2 separate regions of the Mus musculus genome follow, and region 2 is linked to region 1. A link is a contact called in public Hi-C data. All regions are on one chromosome and are shown on one strand. The core of a region is the stretch at or near the end of the contact, and the rest is flanking DNA. Distances in the headings are between cores, read along the strand shown. Region 1 has its middle 41 kb from the start of Gm41865. Region 2 has its middle 57 kb from the start of Gm41866.

What was found. Hi-C and Micro-C count contacts between places; a contact is called where the count stands out from the background.
Region 2: a Hi-C map of the N1E-115 cell line shows a contact between it and region 1, with 2.5 times the contacts expected there. The contact joins two enhancer-like sites. A contact is called at or near these places in 4 of 484 Hi-C or Micro-C datasets (ECoMG myeloid progenitors, the G1E-ER4 cell line, the N1E-115 cell line and 1 more).

Annotation. Positions count from the first base shown.
Region 1 is chr19:54,110,527-54,116,321 of GRCm38.p6, forward strand. No RefSeq gene overlaps it. Among named protein-coding and RNA genes, the nearest start is that of Gm41865, 41 kb to the right of the region's middle. Within about 2 kb of position 4,490, at least 116 of the 459 cell types and tissues checked have an H3K27ac peak or open chromatin away from gene starts, as enhancers often do. A contact at or near this core is called in the N1E-115 cell line, where this site is marked.
Region 2 is chr19:54,255,401-54,261,069 of GRCm38.p6, forward strand. No RefSeq gene overlaps it. Among named protein-coding and RNA genes, the nearest start is that of Gm41866, 57 kb to the left of the region's middle. Within about 2 kb of position 3,936, at least 7 of the 459 cell types and tissues checked have an H3K27ac peak or open chromatin away from gene starts, as enhancers often do. A contact at or near this core is called in the N1E-115 cell line, where this site is marked.

The DNA of each region.
Region 1 (5,795 bases), core at 3,240-5,739:
TTTGAAATTGCTCAAGTCCTCAGGGCCCATCAGAGTTTCTCCTTGTGCAAACAGGGCATATTTTAGAGCACATTAAGGCCCTTTAAATGTTCTTAAGGGATTTTATTTTCCGGCCATTTCCCATTTTATGATCACATGGCAGGCGGGTCCTTTGGCTCGCTGATTCTGAGGGCGAAACTGTCTTGGATCTCACGAGTAGCAGAAGTGGTGTGGTTGCCTAGTACTGGGAAACTTGAAGAAGTCTTGTGGGTCTGTGGTGGGCACACATGGGAACAAACTGGAAATAAAGCACCAATATGCAGGGTCGAGGGTTTACAAATTGCCTTCATCTACAAATCGACCGGGTTAAAATTCTTGTATTTAAATTTTATTTGTTTTTATTTTATGAGCACGGGTATTTTGTCTCCCTTATGCCTGTGCCCCTTGTGTGTGCAGTGCCTGTGGAAGCCAGGAGAAGGGTGAGATCCCCTGAAACTGGAGGCAGAGATGATTGTGAGCTACCATGTAGGTGCTGGGAATAGAACTCGGTGCTTTGGAAGCGAACCCAGGGCTTCTAACTTTTGAGCCATCCCTCCAGCCCCAGGACTGCACTCCTTCTACTTCGGAATATTCCCTGCTAACAAGCAGAACAAAGTGGCCAGGAAAATGTGATGTCTGCTGCCCTGCGTAAGAACTGGGAGGAGACGGAGGCAATGCTCTTCGAAGTTTCTGAAGCTGAGCTCGTGTGCTGGCGGCCTTCAGTTCAGGGTTGAAGTGGAACATGCACAGAGACAGGCACTAGTCCTGCATGTGTTCAGCAGACCAACCAACACGCTGGCATCTTATATGCACCGCCAGTGGTAGTAAAGATAAAACAGCATACGCTGGACCCTGCCATGTTTTCTGAAGTGCTTTCTGCATATCTTTAAAGTCATAGCAGAAGCTGTGTAGCCAGATGGAATGTTCCCATTTCACAGATCATACACATGCTGCTGAGTGTGTCCACAAGGCTCTCGTAGCTCGCAGTCTTTTGCTTTTCCTGTGAGTGTTCATCCTTTGCAACCCCACCCCCACCCCCGGTGGATTCAGTTTAATTTCTCCCTAGGTTTATGATGCTGTTCAGATACTTGCATCTTAACAACCGTCCACGATTCCTGCACAGGTGATTCACAGCCTGCTGTGTCTTGGAGACAGTTTTCCCTGTACTAGGACATCTCAGGACACTACTTCTGGAGGCACCTGCAGAAAAGTAAAGTAAGAAGCCACACTTCTAATGTCATGATCACATGTAGTGGGAATATTGGATCAGGTCCTCACATAGGCCAGGTTGGCCTTGAACTTGCTACCCACGTTCTTGGATGACAAGGCTTGTATCATTATACCAAGTCTGACGTGGTGCTGGGAACCGAATCCAGGGTTTCATGCATGCTAGACAAACGCTCTATCAGTAAGTTACTTTCCTAGGTAAGTGGGGATTTTGAAAACCAAACAAATAATGTTATTTCTCAGCTTATTTGTCCAGTTCACACACATTGAGCCAAATGTCTTGTAGACACTTCTCTAAACCTTACCCTCTGAACTGCAAGAGGCAAAAGTCTCCACCACCAAAGATCTAGAAGGGGTGGTTGCAACAATAATTTGGGTGGGAACTCTGTATTAGGAAAATTTTGCTTAATATTTCAGGAGAACACAAGGAACGGCAGGTGTTGTAGCAGTGCAGGAGCCATGAGCCCAGGAAATGCCAGGCTAGTCCTACAGTGTAGAACTCTGTGGCAAAGATTTTTGGGTCAGCTATCTCCATGTTCACTGGACAGATGTGGCGGCACACCAGGAACGTGGATCCTACAGTCGACTACACTGATAGCCCCGAAGAATCTGCAACTCTGATATCCTCAGGGGTCATGTACAACATCTGGAAAGAGGAAAGAAAGGGTTACAAGGAGATCCGCACACTGTGGCCAGTGAATAACCCCAGAGAATGCCTTCAGTTCCCTGGTCATCCCAGCTATTGTGAATTTGCCATAGTTAACAGAGTTTTCCTTACACAGTCTTTATATTTTAACCAGGTTTTTAATCTGTTAGTTTAAGCTTAGGTTTTTCTGGTTCTCCCTTAGTAAGGATGAAAAAGAAAACGAATCTACACTACACACACACACACACACACACACACACACACACTCCCTCCCTCCCTCCCTCCCTCCCTCCCTCCCTCCCTCCCTCCCTCCCTCCCTTCTTCCCCAAAGCAACAGATTCCTTTCAAGTCATCAAAGAATTTATTCTTTCCTGTGTTCAAAGCATAAAGGGGAATAAGTTCAAAATAAACCTAGATTACACTCCTCTCTCTTCCTCCCCCGTTCGTTTCCCCACCTGCCTATCCAGGACTATGTCCGGAACATTTACCTTGGGCACTTCTTTTTACATTTCATATTCAGGATGTAGGAATATACCTGGCAGCCTCTGCCCTTCCCCAACTAGTGGTTTTAGGTGGGAGTGAAACAGAGGGTGGTAGTCATTCAGCAAACAGAAGTTAAGTGCCACTGATATTCATCCTCTCTGGGAAATGTGGGCTATCATGAGAAGTCACTGCAGAGGGTCAGGAAGCACCTCTGAGTAGGTAGTGTTTGAGCTGAGATTAGAGGATGAGGAGGCCTCCTCTGGGTGGAGCTGGGTGGGTACAGAACATCTTTTAGGGATGCTCATGAGCAACAGTGACAAAGGCTCCAGGGCAGGGAAAGATAGGGTGGCAGAGCAATTAGAGGAAGGAGAGGATGGAGCAGAATGGGGAGCAAGGAGACTATGGACTGCACAGGCCTCTGTAAGCCAACTTAACTTCAAGAGCAGTGAGAATCCACTGGAGTGTTTGCACCGCAGCTGGTGTCCGTCTATGCTCACTCTAAAAGTTAAAACCGATCTGAGGGGGGGTAAGAACTGGATCAGGAAGGCCATTCGGGAGGCTAGAAGAATAAATAGACTAGCCCTGAGGTCATGGTGGTTTGAAGGGACAATGGCAGTGAAAGTGCAGAGGAATAATGGGCGGGAGAAGCCCTGAGAAGGTAGAGTTGTGTCAATGACCTCAAGTAAAGGGGAATGAGGCATGATGATGGGCGTGTCTGTGAGCACCACCCGTGCTGTTTCCTGAGATGCTGAAGCTGGAGCGAAGGGGACAGGGACAAAGGCCACTTCGGCTGTGCACTTGCTAAGTTGAAGATGCCCCATTGTCATTCAAGCAGAGGCCTCAAGAAGGAAGGCTGCTGTTGCAGGATATTTGATCTGCACTGGAAAAAATTTGCAGTGGTGTGGTTCAGCCCTAGAATACACCTTCAATACAAGAGCTTAATAAATTCAACGCTAAGTGAAGAGGTGGGGCAAGCAAGCAGCTGACAGGAAGTGAACATAGGTAAATGGAAAGGCCGGGCTTTGAGTTGAAGGGGATTTAAGAAGCAGGAGGAGCCTTTTCCTTCTGGGACCCTCGGTGGAGTAGGAAGGTCAGCTGGGTGCTTCCTCTTCCTGTCGGAGGTAGCAGGCTTTCACCCCAGCATCTAGCTTCTGAGTCTTCATTGGTAAAATTGAATGCTTGGGTTTTTTTTTTTTTTTTTTTTTTTAAACAACAGGCTGCAGGTGGGACTAGTCCTTAGAACATAGGAGTGCCCCATGAGAGATAGTTTTAAAATTTTGCCACCCCTAAGCATCCATGGTAGAACTAACATTACCACCTCAGCTCCTTTGCAGGTCTCCTGGGAGTGCCAGGCCCACCGAGGTGTTGAATTCTGTTCTCATGCCTTCTGTTGTTTACTTGTGATGTTAGTGTCCAGGAATCCCGGACCATAGGTAGTCATCGCAGGTGCCGTGGAACTAGGCTCATCGCAAGCTGGGGAGTGGAAGGGATGGTACACTTGAAGGCCAATGCAGGAGAATGGTCTACAGCTTCAGAAGTCCCGGGAGACCAGGGAAGCCAGCCCCGAGGAAGGAGATCAAAGATGTCAAAGATCAGTGAAAAATGGAATTGAATATTAAGAGAGACTGCTAAGAAAATCAATAGGAGCTAGCCAGGGAGGTGTTGAGGCTGGGCCATAAACACATAGGTTTAGGGAAGAGGGGCAGGGCAGGGCATTGTGGGCTCCCCGGAGAGGACAAACCCCTAACTTCGTGACTCTAATAGAGGAAAATGACAAGACACCATGGCAGAAATTGTCAACTATAGCCGACCTGTTTGCTTAGGACGGTATAAGAAGCTTGATTCTCCCTCCTTATACAAAGCTAGGGAGAAAATCTGTTTGCCTGCGGGAGAGACGGGGCCGGCTTCCCGTCCAAGTCTAGGCTTTACTGTTCTCTCCCTCTTGTCCAGCCTCAGCTCGCAGTCTCTCTTCTCCTTTGTCTCATAATTTGACACCCCTGAATTAGGCCAGCAATAGATAAACTGAGAATTAACTGTGTCCTAGTGCATAGTAGATGTGCTAGCGGGATAGGATCGTACTGGTGGATAAGTGTGTCCTGCTGGGATGGGCGTGTCCTGCTGGGATGGGCGTGTCCTGGTGTCAGCGGCAGCTTTCATTTCGCTCCCTGGCTGACACTGAACCAGGCTCAGCCACCTCTCATTTCTTCAGCAACTTCTTTGTTTACTTGGAGAATGAGAGGACATAGACCCCGGGGAGAGGAGAGTCTACACAGCGGTAAAGGGAAGAGGACGATGCTCACGTGACTCAGCACAGCCGTGCCTTTTAGTCTGAATGTCTTAAGCCATCAACTCACCAGTCCTAGTGAGAGTTGCAGATCTGCCTTTTGCGGATCTGCTGAGCTGTTGGGTGGATCGCCCTTCTTCTGATCTTCAGTCAGTGATGATTCTTGTCTCCCTTTACTATGGTTTGTGACTTTAAAAAAGAACGAAGTAAAGCAATACACACAAACTCTTCATAAAGACACTAGCCACGGCTATTACCCTTGACGCAAATTCATGCTGGTTTGCAATGAGGTGTGTGCATGCACCCCGGACCCTGGGGATCATGCCTGCCAGGCAGTGCCAAGCACTGGACTGTACCCTGCTGCAGGGTATTCAGCAGGACACCTGCACAGAGCAACAATCCCAGGCCAAAAAGAGCTGCACTTCCCAGCAGACAGTGTGAGGTGAAACTAAGAAAAGACTCTGCTATTTCATTGGAACTATCAACTTTAAAAAAAATAAAAAAACTCATAAATTACTGCTGATATTGTTTCTAATTCTGGATATGCTTAGGAAATATTTGGCAAATTGAACAAACACCGATGTGATGTAACCCTTCCTCTGAGCCCAGTGGGAAGAAAGTATTGCTGTATTGTGTTTTTACAAAAGGGACTGAGTTCAACAGCGAGACCCATCCTCAAAAGCTCCCTTACCAGGAACCAGGAATAGGCTTGTCAGGGCCATTTCTCTTTACAGAATCCTGTTTGGGCAATCAGCAGTTATTTCTGGGAGACTCTTGGGTGTAGAAACTGCCACGGTTCAGCAGAGGAAGGAAAGAGGGCTATAAGGACCTAACAATTCAAATCTAGAATTTATCCTTGAAAATGTCTCCTCAGAGGCACACAAAGCTATGAAAAAAGCTGTGCACACAAGCCCTCAGTGACAGACTGCCGAGCAAGGAACACCTGTGTGGCCCACAGACCTGTCCACGGAAGAGCTGTCCACAAACTAGGCACTCTCTCACAATGCAGTACTCAGGCACGGCTCTTAAAAACCAGGTAGACAACATGACTGGCTAAGCATGATCTGAACAAAGATGCTGTGGATAGACATGCTAATGTTGAACATGGGAAGCTCTGGGGGCCTCCACTCTAAAACT
Region 2 (5,669 bases), core at 2,686-5,185, 140 kb after region 1:
ATGGCAGAGATGGAAATATTTCACTGCGAAAATTTAACATATCTGGAGGCAGAAGGAATGATCAAGTTCCCTTGTAACAAATATCTGTTGCTGAAGCCCTTCATCAGCATCTGTCTCTTACACAGCAGGGATGAGAGAAAGCCAGGACAGGAGCCAGAGGCCCCGAAAGAACCAGTGCCCCAGGGACCGTAACCCTGCTCTTCCTGCTGGAGAGCCCTGCCCTTTCTCCCCTAATCTGATTTGAGTTGAGTTTCTGTCATGCTTTCCCCAGGACAATGACTCAATATCTGCAGAGCCTTTCCCCCTTGTCTACCTTTCTCTGGAAGAATGGAGCAAGGGCCGAGAGTGGAGGTCTGTGAGATGTAAGCTAATTACACACACAGCCTTCTCTCTCCATCCAGTCCCCAGACAGCCGAGGACAGAACGTACTGGCAACTGAAACCTTGACTCTGGATGAAAAGGATCCTGGGCTCCCAGGGTACAGCATCCTATGGAAGATGCGCTCAGCGAGGGCTGCAGAAGAGGGTCGGAGCTCGCCAGGAGCATGTGTGTGTGGCTTTATTCACTTTCTCAGGACAACATTGCATCCAGAGAAACCCCCAAAATGTCTGTGCCAACAGAATGAGGATGGAGAGCCTCCTTACCATTCTGAATTAAGTTCTTATGATAATGGGTGAGTCAGACTTTCCCAAAGCGCTCTCAGCACATCAGTGGCAGCCCCTCATTCTTTCTGGGGGTGGGGTGGGTATCTTTTTGTACTAAATAAGCTCAAAAAGGGTTGGTGGTCTTTTAAACTAGAGGTCTGGAAAGCTTGAGATCCCGTGCCTCAGAAACGATAAGTCAATACTTCACTTTTCACCAAGCCAAGGCAGAGATGATGTTGCTTCTGCAGACGGCCATTCTGCTCATGCCGCAACCTCTTCATCGGGAGCCTCTTCTCTGCCTGATGTAGAATGTCATTATCCAATTATCTCAGCAAACCTCTTCGTAAGAGCTGGACCTTTTCAGTGTTCTGTAATTTAATTCTCTAACCACATTACCTTTCCAAAGCGTTTCGTTTGTCCAACTCATAAACAATAAATATTTCTAAGGATGAGTTCTCAGACTTGACCTTGCAATGTACTCCTGCTGCTGAAGGCAGGAGACCATTTGTCGTGGAGCAGAGTCACGAGAGGCTTCTGTGTACTGGAGCGAAGTTGCCTTTCGGGCTGGCTGTTGGGAAACCCCTCACAGGTGCCATTCTCTGAGGAAGAGCTGAGAAACGGTCACATTGTATATTTCCCTGGGGTATTGTTCCATGGTCCTCTCTGATGGGTCTGGAGGGGAGGGAGAACACTGAGGAGCAGAGGCAGAAGCTAAGGCTTTATACTCTGGAGTCAATCAGACTGGTTTGAACCCACCCCTGACCACTGCCAGTCTCCACAACATGAGCAAGTTGCTTATCTCCTAGGATCCCTGGTTTGCTCATCTGTAAAGTGGGTACAGTGAGACATTCTAGGATAAAAGTGAATTAATTGAGGAAACAACAGGATGCTAAATACTCCATGTATGATTATATATATTCACACGTATTTAATTAAGCAAAGTCTAATTGATCTGAGTCTTAGTTGGGGCTTCTTTGAGAAGGATCTCAGGCTGGGTGGCTGGCACACAGTAGGGGCTCCTGTCTCAGAGGTCCAGAGGCTAGAAAGAACATCAAGCATGGCTGGGATCTGGCTGGGAAAGAGCCTCTTCCAGGATGAAGAATGAAAACTTAATCAGATCCTCACATGATTGGGGAGAGAGGCAGCACCCTGCCATAGAACACCCATGGCTCAAGATCTAACTGCGTCCCTCAGGCCCCATCTTACCTTTGTCTTAGTCGTCAACACCTGCATGTGTAGTGGAGATGAGAATTCACTTCATCACAGCTGTCACGGGGCAGGAACATTTCTTGAGATTGTCAATGCAACCCACAAGTCTTAAGTCATTCTCTGCGTTTCTAGGTCGATGGCAATGCGGCTTTCAGAAGTGACTTTTTCAGTCCTGAGAGGCTGATGACAGCCATTCTGATGCTGTGCTGTGTGGTGGACATGGGGGACAGTCCATCCGCATGCTTTCCAGGAAGCCGAGGACTAATTCGGAACCTTCTATGACCTTAGATTTTTAAAGCAATTCTTCCCTCGTCTGCTTCTGTCACTGGGTCCCCGTTTCTGCTTTTGTGGTGTTTGAGGTTGTCTAGCTATGAGCGGTTTCAGATAATTATTTCCAAATAAGCTGAGGTAGGAGGGGAACAGTCTATCAATACTTTGCTCTCAGGGCTTACAGTCTCTGGTCGCTGTGTGTTTAGATGCAAGGCTGAGTCAGTCTGCTAGTTATGTCACATGCTCCTGCTGTGGTGGTCTACTCCAGTGCTGTGCTCAGTGCCAGAGCATGGCCACCATGCTTTCTCCCCCTTAGTTTCACAACCGTTGTCCAGTAGCTTCACAGTGTCACCACTACACTAGTGGATTGTCTTGGCTTACCTCTGGCTCCATTCCTGGCCTGCGTCATCCTGTGTGAGTAACCACAGAACTGAACTGTAGGACCTGTAGCATTGACGCTATTCTCCACACTCAGCAGCAAGGGAGAAATTGATCCTCTCTCCTAGAACCACAGAGGCAGGCTCTCTGGCAATGTCAGGAGCACAGTGGCCAAGCACAGGACTGCATGGGGTCTGCTTCCAACAGTGCCACTCTGTGGCTACAAGAGGCCATGATCATGGTGGATCAAGTAGACTTGCATGGTTTCTATCTAGATCAGCAGCCGTGGGAAAACCATCTGTGGACTGTGGGGACTCCTAGGGGGCACTTTGCCAGAGAAAGACACCCACACTCAGTTTACTGTTAGAAGTAAGATAAGGGATCAGAGTATAACTATAAATGAGAAACCTGTGATACCTGCTAACTTGGGGTGTGCACCCCATATCACTGCCAGTCTTAAGGATTGTGGAGGCAGAGAATCTTAGGGAGAGAAGTGGGGCTCTTTGTGATAGTGGTCTGGATACTAGCTGGAGTTAGTTAGGAGGTATCTGGGAAAGGGGTGATGCACGATGCCCTGATTTTTAAATATGACTTCTGGGGACTGACCTAAGGTCTACATTTTTGTGCTGCAAACATTTTACCAACCGAGCCATTCTTTCAGACCCTCTTCCTGGTGTTATTTATTTATCATGTATTTTTTTTTTCAGGTGCTTCGGCCGCTGTTTATTGACATTCAGGTGGGCACTATAGCAACAGGCCTGGAGACTGCAGAATACAAGGTGGAGAGTGGAGTGTCTGCAGTGACAACAGTGGAGTGCCCAGGGAGTGGGGAGGCCAAAGCTGTTGGGAAAGCAGGTCAGGGCCAGGGTCCAAAGTCATCCACACTGTGACTCTGGGCTCCACGCCCTCAGCCCCTACTCTTGCCATCTCCTGACTCTAGGCTAGAGCTGGGAATTCTCTGGACAACTTTCTACAGGAGCCAAGTACACAGAGATGCTGCCACCCTTCCGTGATAAAGTCAGAGGTTTTCCAATCCTGCGTTCCTCCTCCACCCCTGGCTCAAGTAGGGCCAGGAAAAATAGCTGGGCTCTATTATCACGTATTTTTAAGGGACACCAACAGGTCTCCTAGAGGGCAGTTCAGAATCTGTTCTTGTTCTTCTGATCAGAAAACAGAGACACAGAAGCCCCCGAAGGAACGATCATTTGAGATGATGATTGTTAATTTACTCAATTTCCAACCCAGAAAAACCAGGGGGGGCCCTGTTCCTTCCCATCCTGCAGGAATTTACTTCCCTTCCCTGGCCACACCAGACCCCGGTATTTTCCAGCCAAGGCAGAGAAAATAGTCCTGCCTTGCCCGCTGTCTTTCACGGCACACTGACATCAACCACACGCTGAGCAGGTGATCCATCAGACCCCATTTCCCCCTGAGCTGACCTCTTCCTTCTCTTTCTGTGGCAGCACAAAGCCCTTTGGAATTCATTCACGCAGACAGGAGCACGATGCTGGGGGAGTTTCTCTTTGGCAGGCGTGGTTATCTCTGACCACAGCTGGCTTCTTAGAGAAATGGGTCCTGACAACTGCAACTTGGGGCATCAATCCCAGGCTCCTTAAGGAGCATCCCCAGTCAGGATGCTCATTAGCAAGGGATAATGGCATGCACCCAGAGAACAAGATCACTGACGGAAGCAAATGTGTTTCCGTGTCTGCACTTGGTGGTCTGCAGTACAGCATCCGTAGCACCAGCTTGGCTGTGGGGCACTAGCTTTTTCTGTACACATGACAAGAGGTTGGTTTGTTCTTTTTGCTAGCTGGTGGATCTTGGACCCATTCCTCAGCCATTTGTGGGCTAGATACAGATGTGGGAATACTAATAATAACAACGTTTCCTGTTTACAGGGAAGTGTGTTCTGTATCAGACACTTTGGTTTCATGATCTGTAACTTAATTCTTTCACTGATTCTTGAGGACATAGAATTATGTCCACTCACATTTCCCAAACAAGAAAACAAGGGATAAAGATGCTAACTAGCTTCCCCAGTGTGACGGAATTGGAAATCTGAAGAAGCAGGATCCTGGCTCTGGAGTTCAGACTGCTGAGCCACACTGGTCTGATGTTACTGTAGCGACTAGAGAAGGTGTCTGTGCTGGATTGCGATGAGGGTGACGGAGATCAGCTCCAGAAAGCACACAGCACGGTACGAGCTCGTTAAATGTTCACTGAGGTTCGGCTAGACTCTCCAAACAACTACATGATTGTCAGTTACCACGTCTAAACTCGTGGTTCAGGTTAAATGGCTTTGCTCACCACAGTGATTTCTATAATTTTGAAAATGAATTCTGGAACAAACCCAGACTTAATCCATGTAATCCCCCTGTCAAGGTGACTGGCGTGAATGAGAATAGAGAGATTATTATGCAATTATCTCTAAGCTTATTTCCCCAGTCTTTGAGCTCACATTCACCTCTTTTTCTAACTGTGTCTGGGTCATGTTTGGCCCCCACCTTATGTGGCCAGAGCACTTAGAATGTCCTCTGGTGCTCTGATTAAAAAGATTTGCCACAGCCCCATAAGAGAGGTAATTTAATCCATTCTTATTAAGCAAGTCAAATAATATGCAAATGAATTTGCTTGAGAGCTGTTTAATTAGAAGATGTTTCTAATCCCACCATTAGGTGATTCTCTTGATAGAGGAAGCCCTAAAAAATATTCTACTCCCCTTGAAGACGCCAGATATTGAGTTTGGAAGTATGCTTGCTTTAGAAGGAAATGTGTTACTGGGATGGGTCTGGCCTAATTCCTCACAGGGACTTTCTGAAGAAATGGAGCACCAGAGTTGCTGGGACCTCTGAAAACAGCCTGCCACTTCCTTAACTTGACAGAGAAGGAAGCCCAGTTTCTTCCAAGAAGATTCCTGACTGATCCTCCTCATCTCTGGCCTGATGAATCTTCAGGATGTGAACGGAGGGTTGGTTGCAGTGCTGCGGTTGGCTGTCTTCACTTCTGGGTGTGTAGGCATGTGTTAGGAGGTATTTCGGGCTATAGATACCAGATGAATTCATTATTTACATGCTATGTGCGTTCTTTCTCTGTCTGAGGTATGTCCATGAGTGCACCTGTGCTGAGGTCAGATGTTGGCATCAGGAGTCTGCTTCCTCTATTAAT